2 separate regions of the Sus scrofa genome follow, and region 2 is linked to region 1. A link is a contact called in public Hi-C data. All regions are on one chromosome and are shown on one strand. Each heading gives the region's core, a stretch centred on a gene start, on an enhancer-like site or on the middle of the called end of the contact. The rest is flanking DNA. Distances are from core to core; before and after follow the strand shown.

Region 1 (5,788 bases), core at 3,130-5,629:
TATATACCTGAATCCAGATTTTTTTTCACTGCCTATGACATCACTACCTACTTCAAGCCACCATCTTCTTTTGACTGGATTGTTGCCAAAGCCTCCTAACTTGTCCCCCTGCTTCTTCCCCTGTACACTGCCTTCTCCTTACACTGCTCAAAACCCTCCAGTGGCTTCCCAATTTACTCAGAACAAAATTCCAAGTCTTTACTACAACCTAAGTGACCATCCATGGCCTGCCAATCTCCAGCTATGCCTCTAACTTTATCATTTCTGTCCCTCACCCAACTGACTCAGTCTCATTAGTTTCCCTGGGTTCCTCAAAATGCCAGGACAGGAACTTCAGAACTACTCCCCCTACCCCCCCATATCCTTCTGACCTCTTATTAGTGAAGCTTTTTTTTTTCTCTTTTCTCTATCTAACATAACACCCCTGATTATTCTTTGCTTTATTTTTCCTATAGAACTCATCACCATCTGATACATTACACATTTATTTCCTGTCTCCTCCCATTAGAATATAAGCTGAATAAAAGAGAACTGACTATATCTCCAGCACCTTAGACAGGATGTGGCATATGGTAGAAACTCAGTAACTTTAGGCTGCCTGAATGAAAATACAGATAAAAAAACAATTAATACATAATCCCCTATGCCCATTATTGGCAATACTGTGCTCTCAGCTTCCCAAGGCACTGTTCTAGAGGCTTTCTTCTTCCTCTTCCTCATACCAAGGGTTGCTGATTTTACTTTAAAAAAAATTCTAAGTTCTCCCTTCCATTTTTACTGTTTTTTTACTTTTAACCTGGTAGCATCTTCTGCAATCTATCTCTGGCCCTTTGAGTCCATCTTCCATATTGCCAAAATAACATTCCTGAAGTGCAAATGTGACCTACTCAGGCCCTTTCTTAAAAGATTTTAATGACTCTCACCACCCAAGGATAAAGTCAACAAGAGATATTTTTGCTAATACAACACATATTTTCCCAGTGTTTCTTTGACTATAAAAACACAAGTGTGGAGCAGGGCTCCAGCAATGGAAATGCGTCCTAGGCAAGGCTGTGTCATGAACAGCCTACTACCTAGATATGATGGTAATTAAGCTAGGTCCTTTGCTGAAACCACTAGGAGAAAGGTAGTCTCAGCTGGAGGGATGTAAATTTTGAACTGCTAATTTCTTCCACTTTGTGGGTAGCGACTTCTCAAGAATAGGGCTAACAAGGAGGAAAGCAGAGTTGAGAGAGGAAATGACACTCCTGGCAACAATTTTTGAGTGCCTGGATCCACTGATGCCTAGAGCACTTTTAGGCACTAAACTTTTAGTTACAGGATCTTGTTTGTTTTGGCCGCCATGTGGAAGTTCTTGGTTCAGGATCAAACTTGCATCACAGCAGCAACCCAAGCTGCTCAGTGACAATGTCAGATCCTTAATCTGCAGCTCCTACATAAGCTAACATACTTCCATTGATTGAGCCATTTATAGAGTTCAGTTTATCATTTTCTTTTCTTTTCTTTTTTGTTTTTTTTTTTGGGTCTTTTTGCCTTTTCTAGGGCCGCTCCCACGGCATATGGAGGTTCCCAGGCTAGGGGTCGAATCACAGCTGTAGCCACCAGTCTACGGCAGAGCCACAGCAGCGCAGGATCCAAGCTGCATCTGCGACCTACATGACAGCTCACGTCAACGCTGGATCCTTAACCCACTGAGCAAGGCCAGGGATCAAACCTGCAACCTCATGGTTCCTAGTCGGATTCGTTAACCACTGCGCCACCACGGGAACTCCAAGTTTATAATTTTCCATGGAAAGATTTCTGATGATACAAAAGCCACACTCCTGTCTACTGTCTTTCACATTTTAATTGTGCAGTTCCCCAGAATATGATCATATTGTAACATATCTCTCTGACTGCATATTTGGTTCCATCTGCCTAGACCATCCTCTCTCCTTTGCTGGGTTGGGGAACTGCTAATGCTTCTCTTCCAGTTGCAGTACCATACCTACTCTGCTCTGAGACCTTTAATGATCACCTTAATCCCCAGGTAGAGCTGAAAGATCCATCTTGTTCCTTAATATATATTTCTCTCATTTTATACAATTTATCACCCTGCTCCTGGAAGCCTTTTTTGATTCCTTAGCCCCTCCACTGTAGTGCCAAACATTCTTCAAATATTTACTGGGCCAATTATGCACTAGGCATGATACTCAGTATACAGTAGTATTCTGCTGTCAAGGAACTCAGATTACACTGGAGGATAAATACAAACAAAGTAGGTGATTACAAGATAAGGTGATTAATTGCTAAGACAGAACAAGGTATTTGGGAGATAACAGATTCCTAAAAGAGATGATATTTAAATTAAGGCCTGATGATGAGCAAGAATTAGTTAAAGATGGGGGAAGAAAGAAGAATGTTTCAGAGAGCAGGAAGAGTATATGCTCTCTGAGGTTAAGAGAGCTGGTTACTGAAACTGGTTTCATCATGTTGTTTCCCTCTTAAAAACCAGGTAACATCGGATCTGCATTTGTAGTTATTTGGGCACATAGTTTTCTTCTCCGTTAGACTGCACATTTTTGGAGAGTCATTTATTATTCATCTTTCTACATTTTTACTTCCAAGACTTGCAATATTGAACAGATCTAACCACTTTTTATAGATATTAGGAATTCAAGCTTTTGATAATCTCAATTTTCTGTAATTATTTCCACTGACATCAGTTTTGTTACTTGATATTTAGATTCTTAAAACATAACTGTAATTTAAAGATGTTAAATGTAATTTATTAACACAATCTATTACTTACCGTTCTCTTTCTCCAGTTTCTATCAACTTTTGGTTAATCGCTGCTCTCATCTGCGCATCTTTGTTCATCTTGCTAACCTGAACATCAACATGTATTTTCAGATACAGAACACTTACAAAGCATTTTCTTCTAAATCCTCTAGGTAAGCACCTCAATATGTTTAACAGTGTCTGTCACCTGAAGGGGTGATAAATTTTGATGTGTTCACAGTATCATTATTCTTAATATTATTTACTGCATCCCAAGCAGTCATAATCATGAACTTTAGAATTTTCTTCCCCATATACCCTTTATTAACGAGTCTTTGGACAATAACAGTTATTGTAACATCTACTAAACAGTTGTGTGCCTGTCACTGACTTAAGGCACTGAGTTTTTAACTCATTTAATTCCCAGATCATATTCTTTTATGTAAGTACTATTAACATAATTTGTATTTTACAGATGAGGAAACTGAGGCACGAGGATAAAAAAGTGAAGGCAAGACTTGAACTCAGGTACTGTGACCCCAGAGGTCCCCAGACCATAATTGATTGCTAATCACTTTGGCACCTTAACTGCATGCAAAAGTTTGGCTATAATACCCCAATATCGATAAAAGATTAAGCACAATTGGTGAAAAACGAAATTTCCCGGTAAGGCTCCTAAGTGCTTTACTTCGCTTTTCACTATAATGTACCCAGAATTATAACTGCCAAACTAACAGTAAGTATATGTGTATTCTTTACCAAAGCTTGCCGGTTGGGATAAGGAGAAAACAAATTTCAAACTAATTCCTAACTTAGAAAATTCTCAATTTTCAGAAAAACAGACAACCAAAACGGTGTAGAAAGGAGAGGAAGATTGGGTTGTACAACTTGGAATAAGCTAACGTTACTCCGCTCATCTGTCACTAACTTTAGACTACTTTTGTTGTCTCCCATCTCGTTGCTCATATGAAACTCAGACTGGTAGTGAGTTTTCAGTTATTATTTTTTTTAATGGAACAGGAGAAAGGAGAGGTTGAGAACGTAGTAAGAAATGTTCGCTTTTGACGTTGGAGGGCAACATTTTCAAAGTAATACTAAGATCTAGTCAGTACCAGTCCTAGGATATTGAACTTGATCTTGCCTTGGCCCCTAAAATACGGATAGTGACCTTGGCCAAGTCAGTTCTTAAAGGCCTCAGTTTTCTCACTGGTAAAACAAGGGCGCTAGGGGATCCCTCCCAGTTCAGACATTCTTTGGGAAAATAGAATAGGGCGGAGACAGCGGGAGAGGCGGGAGGGGAGGAGCCAGAAAACAAAGCGAGGACTGGCTTCAGGCCAACTCCGGTAGCACGCCCTGTCGGAGAGCCCTACAGGCCCGCGAGCGCGGGTCGGGGAAGCTAACGAAAGACAGCACATCGAAAGGAGCCTGGGCTGGGCCCGGGTCCCGGCCCTGAGGACCACGGGCATAGCTCACCACCATCACCGCGGGCGAGGGCCGTCCCTTCCCAGCGACGAAATGACCCTTGCGCTGACGACCGTTACCTACCACACTCTTCGGCTGCCCGGACCTAGACCCTCAGTAGCTCGGGCACCTAAGCACACAGAAAGCTAGCACACGCATTTCCGGGGCGGGGTCTCGCCACCCTGCCTATAATGTGAGAATTTAACCAGCGCGGGCCGCCTCCTGGTTGCTCAGTCCTCTGGGTAAGAGAGTCCAGATCCTGCTTTCGCACGGGCATTAAGCGCCTAGAAAACTACATATCCCAGCATGCAACAGAGCCAACTTTCTCGTGGATACTACATTTCCCAGAAGGCACGCTACGCCGCAGTGTTTTCTGGGATGGGAACCACGCCGCCAGCCAGCCTCGGTGCTACGAGGGGAGCGCGGATCTTTCAACAAGAGCTTTATTAATTCTCACGCTAGCACCTCGCAAGGCGATGGATGTGGCCGCTAATTGCTCCCTGCGGGTGAAGAGACCTCTGTTGGATCCCCGCTTCGAGGGTTACAAGCTCTCGCTCGAGCCGCTGCCCTGTTACCAGCTGGAACTTGACGCAGGTGGGACGAGGCGGTGCCCCCTCGCACTCTGTTCTTTTCCCCCTTCGGCTGCCATTGGCCCGACTCTTCCCGCATTTTCTTCCTTGCTGGCTGTGGCTAGCCAGGGGACCGTGGCCTTCTTCGTGGCCTGCTGGGCTGGGGTGGACCCCGGGTGGCTGCCTGTGGAAAATGAAAGCCCATCCCCGAACCCTGAAGGAGCCGCCTTTGATTGGCTCCTCCGGTGGGACCCTGCGCCGCCCCTTGGCTTCGCTTCCCAGGGCTCCGAGGTCCGCGGGTGATGCCTAGGTTCCGCTTGCCTGTCGGTCCTGGTGTGGCCCTTGCTGCGGGGAAAGCTCAGGACAGGCTTTCCTCCTGGAGCATCCTCTGTAAACCGGTGCGTTGAGAAGCCACGCCTCTTTGGAGGATCCTCTGCTCCTGTTTTTTCTGGCCGAGACCCAATTCTTAGAAGAGAAACTCTATTATACTTAGGAGCATTTTCACTTACTTATGGGCCATCAGACTAAGGACTCTCACGTACATTACATCTGGAGAAAATTTCGAAGAAAAGTTGGGTTAGTACCTACACTCCTGCTACTTGTTTTGTTTATCTGTAGCTGGCGGGAATATTCAGCCTTGCTTTTACAACGTAATGGATGGCAATTTTTGTTAGTGATAACCCCAAAATTGCATTTTTAATACACAGTCTTGCTGATTTTGATGTATATTGTCAGTGGATCACACTTGGAGAAATAACCTAGAGTTAATAGATTTTTTTAGCATCAAACAAGTCTATTCATTTACTATATATTAAGAAACCTCTTTTGAGAGCTTGTTTTATGTAACATGCTGATACTATCAAGATGAGTATAGCACAGTCGATAACATAAAAATGCTGTCTACTTAGGAAGAAAAGTGTAAGCAGATAATTATAGGACAGTATGGTAAGGCATTGATAGGGATATGTATAAAACATAATGATAGTGTTTCACTATCT
Region 2 (6,264 bases), core at 3,109-5,608, 880 kb after region 1:
GTTTCTACTGAGCCACGACAGGAACTTCCATTCCACTTTTTTTAGAGCTCTTTGAAGACGATGAGACCTGTGAACCAACTTTTCCTGGAAATACGTACATGTTTAAAAACACACTCAATTTTGCATACTATTTCAGGAAATACACAGACCACATAATAATACTTACGCCTGCATCCATCAGGAGTTGATCTCAGGATTAATCACCACTATTAACAGATTAAGGCTAAGGAAAGAACCACTAGGGACATAAAAAATTAAGGAGTTGGGAGTTCCCGTCGTGGCGCAGTGATTAATGAATCCGACTAGGAACCACAGGTTTCGGTTCGATCCCTGCCCTTGCTGAGTGGGTTAACGATCCGGTGTTGCCATGAGCTGCGGTGTAGTTCGCAGGTGCGGCTCGGATCCCACGTTGCTGTGGCTCTGGCATAGGCTGGCGGCTACAGCTCTGATTGGACCCCTAGCCTGGGAACCTCCATATGCCGCGGGAGCGGCCCAAGAAATAGCAAAAAGACAAAAAAAAATTAAGGAGTAAATGGATATAAAGCACTAAACCAAGCTGCGAAAAGTAATGAGAGCCTTAATGCTAAGAAACCAAGGAAAGGATTTTTCATAGCAGGAATATTCTACAATGACAAATGTACTATAGATATACAAAACTAATATTTTAGACCCAGCATTGGGTCTCCACAGAAAAGGAGATAAGCATGGAAACCAAACTGTGGTTGTTTGAAGGCCTGAACAAAAAGAGAAGTAGAGACAGTGAGCATATACAACTAAAATCTCCTCAAACATTTTTAATAAATATTTTTTTCAACAAATATTCACTTTATGCCTATTTTAGGCCAGGCATTGTGCTAGGCATCCTATCCATATCCTGTCCAAATAATATATTCTCAAGAAACTTGACTACACCCTCCTTCAACTCTCTTTCCCACCTCCAAACTCTTAATAACTCCTCTATTTAACAAACATCAGTAACTTTCAGCTGCCTAAGTAAACTACATACCTACTTTTTTTATAGAGCCCAATAAAAACTAAGAGTGTTAGACTTAGTATATAAGTTTTTTATAAGTATGTGATACATTTTCCTATCATAAGAATCATACTACTCTTGGAACTAACCATTTCCATGACTTTTTTTTTTTTTTTCTTTTTTTTCACCTGCACCAGCTGCACCTGTAGGTTCCTGGGCCAGGGATACAATTTGAGCCAAAGCTGTGACCTACCCAACAGCTACAGCAACATGGATCCTTAACCCACTATGTGGGATCAAACCAGTGCCTCCACAGAGATAAGCCAGATCGTTAACCCATGGCACCACAGCAGGAACACCCTTCCACGACGCCATTCAATGGAATTCTTAAAAGAACCTAGATCCAACTGACACTCCCTCCCCAAAATATCTAAACAAAAAAACTATTCCTAGAGTTCCCTCATGACTCAGTGGGTTAAGGATCTGGTGTTGTCACTGCTGTAGCTGTGGTTATAGCTGTGGTCGAGGTTTGATCCCTGGCCTGGTAAATTCCCTATGCCACGGGTGCAGCCAAAAAAAACAAAAAACCAAACAAAAACAAAACTATTCCTGAGGGTCTTCCCATCATCCTCTCTGAAAGAAAAATCTGCAATACTCTTTTCTTAAAAGTCTGCTAAGGAGTTCCCATTATGGCTCAGCAGAAATGAATCTGACTAGCATCCATGAGGATGCAAGTTTGATCCCTGGCCTCGCTTAGTGGGTTAAGGATCCAGCATTGCCATGAGCTTTGGTGTAGGGTGCAACTCAGATCTGGCATTGCTGTGGCTGTGGCATAGGTCAGCGGCTGCAGCTCTGATTGAACCCCTAGCCTGGGAACCTCCATATGCCTCGGGTGTGTCCTAAAAAGACAAAAAAAAAAAAAAAAAAATCCGCTAAAATAGGACTTTAATTCTACTCATTAATAACATTAATTCCAAAATAAGAAAACTATATCCTATTTGCTGAGTTGCCTAAGTCTAAGATACAAAAAAAAATTATTCCAACATTGAGAAAATGACTCACAGTCTTTTGTGAAGACTTATTACAGTTCATTTTTAATCCCACTAACAATTCATTCAGTCACCAGATTACTGAGTTTCTCCAATATGTCAGACATTAGAACAAGAGAGGCCTGGTCTCTCATGGCACTCTAGGAGAAACAAAATCTTTAAACTTAACACAACTGTACTTCAATAGTATGGACACACAATTAAAGAACCAGGGTTAAGTTTTGTTGCTTGTCTGTTTTTGTTGTATTTTTGTCTTTCTTTTTTTTTTTTTTTAATTTTGGTGGAAGGATGGGGAATGGCTGGGGGTAGGGTGGTCAAGAAAAGCTCTCTCAAGTATGTTACCTTTGCAGGAAATTCTGAGAAATGATAAAGTATAACGGGAAAAAAAGTAGAGCAAAGAGGGAAGAAAATTATCAAAAGGAATAACTTGTGTCCAATCCTAAGACAAAAGGAGCAGTGCATATTTAGGGAATTCAATAAAGGCCAGTACAACCACCTCATAGATAAGGGGAAGAGTAGCTTAAGATAAAGCTGGAGGCACAGGCAGGAGCCAGATCATCTTTTTATTCTTATTGTTTTGTTTTAGGGCCACAACCAAAACATATATAAGTTCCCAGGCTAGGGGTAGAATCAGAGGTACAGCTGCAGACCTATGCCACAGCTCACAGCATCGCTACACCCCGACCCACCGAGCGAGGCCAGGGATTGAACCTGCGTCCTCATGGACACTAGTTGGATTCATCTCTGTTGCACCACAATGGGAACTCCCCAGATCATCTTTTCATATGTACTTAGTTTAAAAGAACTTTAACATATGTTTTCCCTTTTGTTCCTCAACAAACTGTAAAGTAGTTATTAATCTAAATCTTTCAATTATGTTGCTCATTTTTAGAATTCCCACAGGGTAAGGTCACCCTGTGGTAGTTACACATTTATCCACTCATTGCCTAAGACTATACATGATACTATCATCCAAGAAACTTATACTGAACATACCTTCAAAATAGCACTTTCTAAAAAGCATAAAATATTTGAAACATTTTTAAGAGCATTAAAATATCAACCACATTATCATCCTGATACCCACCTTTTAAAACTACGTATTTACAAGTCTGTCTTTCTCCTAGACAGTGAACTCCCTGAAAGCAGGGACTGTGTGTTACTTAAATTGATATGCCCGAGATCTAGTACGGAACACAATGATTTTAATGTACAGGTAGAAACAGTGGGTTCACAGTATGGGAGAGGCCACAAAACCAATAATAAATCATTGAATTCAGTACCAGTGTAAAGGACTTTTACCTTTTCCTTTTCCCATCATTGTTTGCTACTTTGTACTCTGGAGAGATTTACTCACCATTGAACAATCAGTCCACGTGTTATCAGGTCATTGTTTAAATATCCCAACAATTAAGCTGTTAAAGTCTACTGTTAAATTTTAGAAATATACATTTCAATTACACAAATTTCATGCCTTAGAGAAACTCACGGCTCTTCTCTTAAGCATGCATGCCTCCCACTAAAATTCCTGCTCTTAGAGAACTGGTCCAGTTTGCTTCCAAATTTAAAGAACACATTCCATCTCAGATTAAACTAGAGTATGGAAAGAAAGTCCTTCATACTTCAGCACATGCCCCGAATAACCAGCTCTTTTCCTCTTCAGAAAAGGAATTACTAGTAAGAAACAAGAAGGAAGTAGTGTTGTGTGTGTAAATGTGTTTTGAGGAGAAATGGGACAGGGAATAATTAAAAAGGGGAGAAATCAGAAACCCAGGTTTTAAGAGAGAATGAAATGTAAACAACATGTAGAAGAATCAGCCATGTTCAAACGTTTCCAACACACCTTTACTGCAGAGAGTTGTAACCCTTAAACGGCACTTAAAAGGCTTTACAGGCCCTTTATTTTGGCGGCTGCAAAGACGCTTCAGCAGGCAACTACCCCGCCTCCTCCGCGCCCCCCAGCAGCCACAGGAATTGTGTGACAACCCCAGCCCGAGGTCCCTGCCGCCTAATAATGGAAGCTTCCCTGGGCCCCTGGACCTGCGCGGAAGTGGGACGGTCAGTCAGTCTACGGTAACCACAAGCGGTGGGAACACCGCAACCTCCAGCCGGTGGCCAGGCCAAGGAAGAGGTCAGCCTCCACTCCACCTCAGACACCACCTCAGCTCGGCCAGTCCAGTGCCGAAAAGACCCGAGAATCCAAGTCTCTTAGGACAACAGATATTCCCGAACCGCTTCCCACGGCTTTCGGTCTTTCAGCTCCCGCGTCGCCCGCAGTTACCTTCCCAAGTGACATCGTAAAGCTCCGAGACCTTCGCCATCTTCTCAGAACCTGGAGGCAGCGGAGTGAGAGGGCGGGGAGACGAGGTCACGTGACCTGCGACCGGGCGGTGGCAAATTTCGACACCATTTCTCATTGGTCGAGAGAGCTAAGGGGGAGGGATCCGCCGCGCATTGGCACGCGGGTCTGCGAAGGGGCCTTTGGAAAGGAGGGAGGGGCTAAATGGGCGGTGCGCTGCGCGCTCTGACTGTGATGACGCCAGGGCTGAGCCGCTGTAGACTGCTTGCGGTGAGGTGTGGGTTTTTACCATGAATCTTTAACAAATGCTAGGTCATTAATGTGTGCCGCTCCAGGTTTTTAATTTTTTTTCCTACGTTAAGTGTATTCATTCTCTTCCTGCTCCCTACTCAGTACCTTGTTCTCGTCATGACCCCCTGCGATGCAAAGTGCTGCGTGAATCCCTTGCCTGTCCCCAACTTTTCTTCTTTCGTGATGGGATTCACTTTCTCTTTCCTTTAATGTTAGGCTAGAATCATAACACTTCACAGAGTGTTCGTTAAATCTCTATGAGGAACTCAGCAGGATTCTTTTTTACATAATGCTTCTGTGGCCTGAGGACTTACGGTGTTCACGTGAATGGCTTCCTACCAACTTAAACCCTTAGTTAAAGCTCATCCTGGACCACTGCCTGCCTGCCACTCTAAATTTGAAACTGCATAAAAGCAGCCAGTATGTAAGTGCTTGTAAATAAATGAAGGACTGAATGTATGTACGAATGAAATGGTCACAGGCCCACAGTCTCTCCTCTTTAATCTCACGGGAGAGCCTCCAGGCTAATTGCTTTCTGGAATTTTTGGACTTTGTCTCCTAGAGCTAGGGAGAAATATCTGGGGTGGAAGTAAAAAATTAGAGAGTCTAAGGGTGTATTTAGTATTTGAAGCAATGAGAACATATTGTGGAGGGGGAATATGTAAAGTGAAGAAAGAAGGCTAAAAATCCCTGTGTAACAGGTATAGGTAAGGGTCAGTGAAGAAGAGGCAATCAAGATATAAGAAAGAAGGAAAACAGTCATATCCCCAAACCAAAGTAGGGTTTTTTTTAAAAAAGGAACTACCAGTGGTGGAACCTGCCCAAGGGAAGTTGTCTAAGGGTAGAAAAGACATGAATTTATAAACTTGGATAAAGTTCTGGATAAGCATCATTCTCTCCAGACTAGACAGTTTATAAAAACAAAACAAAAAACCCTTCGTGGAGTTTCCTAGTGGCCTAGTGATTAAGGATTTGGCATTGTCACTGCTATGGCTAGAGTTCCATGCCTGGCCTGGGCACTTATGTATGCTGCTGGTGCCACCAATAAATTAATTAACTAATTTTAAAACTCTCCATTCAAAAAATTAAAAACCCTCTACTTAGAAGTTCCCATATTCTGGAGTTCCCATCCTGGCTCCGTGGTTAACAAACGCTGGTAGTATCCATGAGGACTCGGATTCTATCCCTGGCCCTGCTCAGTGGGTTAAGGATCCGGTGTTGCTGTGAGCTGTGGTGTGGGCCATAGAAGCTAATTATATAGATATGAAAGAAAATATCTACCTTGAGTTTTCATCAAGATTAAAAGACACTTCGTGATGTTCTTATGGAGGTAACAGTCCTGCGGGTATAAATACTATTTATGTGCTGATGATAAAATCCAGCAGTCCTTAATTCTCTCCTGAAGCCCAGTTCTGCTTTCTTGACATACTCACTTAGATGCCTAATATGTATATCAAAGTTAACATCTCTCTAACAGAACTATGGATTTCTGCCGCACGTCCCCTGCTTGCTCTTCCCCATCACAACTGATCAAGCCATCCACCTAGTGGCACAAACTAAAATTCTAGGGTGTATAATTGATTCTTTTCTTTACCAACCCCACTTTTCCAGTCTATCTGCAAATTCTGTGTTTTATACTTCCAGAACTTTTC

Evidence for each region. A called contact is a pair of places that touch in the nucleus more often than the background predicts.
Region 2: a Hi-C map of skeletal muscle shows a contact between it and region 1, with 6 times the contacts expected there. The contact joins the promoter of EMC2 here to the promoter of ENY2 in region 1. A contact is called at or near these places in 3 of 47 Hi-C or Micro-C datasets (heart right ventricle and skeletal muscle) and 1 of 2 datasets of contacts at active chromatin or transcription factors (alveolar macrophages).

Annotation. Positions count from the first base shown.
Region 1 is chr4:28,199,157-28,204,944 of Sscrofa11.1, forward strand. ENY2 (enhancer of yellow 2 homolog (Drosophila)) reads right to left here and starts at 4,380. Exons shown (of 5, transcript NM_001243454.1): 1 at 4,306-4,380; 2 at 2,792-2,868. The coding sequence starts at 2,859. It overlaps NUDCD1 (nudC domain-containing protein 1), which reads left to right and starts at 4,560. Exons shown (of 10, transcript XM_021089013.1): 1 at 4,560-4,815. The coding sequence starts at 4,698.
Region 2 is chr4:29,074,687-29,080,950 of Sscrofa11.1, forward strand. EMC2 (ER membrane protein complex subunit 2) reads right to left here and starts at 4,359. Exons shown (of 13, transcript XR_002343156.1): 1 at 4,304-4,359. It overlaps LOC110260238 (a long non-coding RNA gene), which reads left to right and starts at 4,531. Exons shown (of 6, transcript XR_002343159.1): 1 at 4,531-4,596.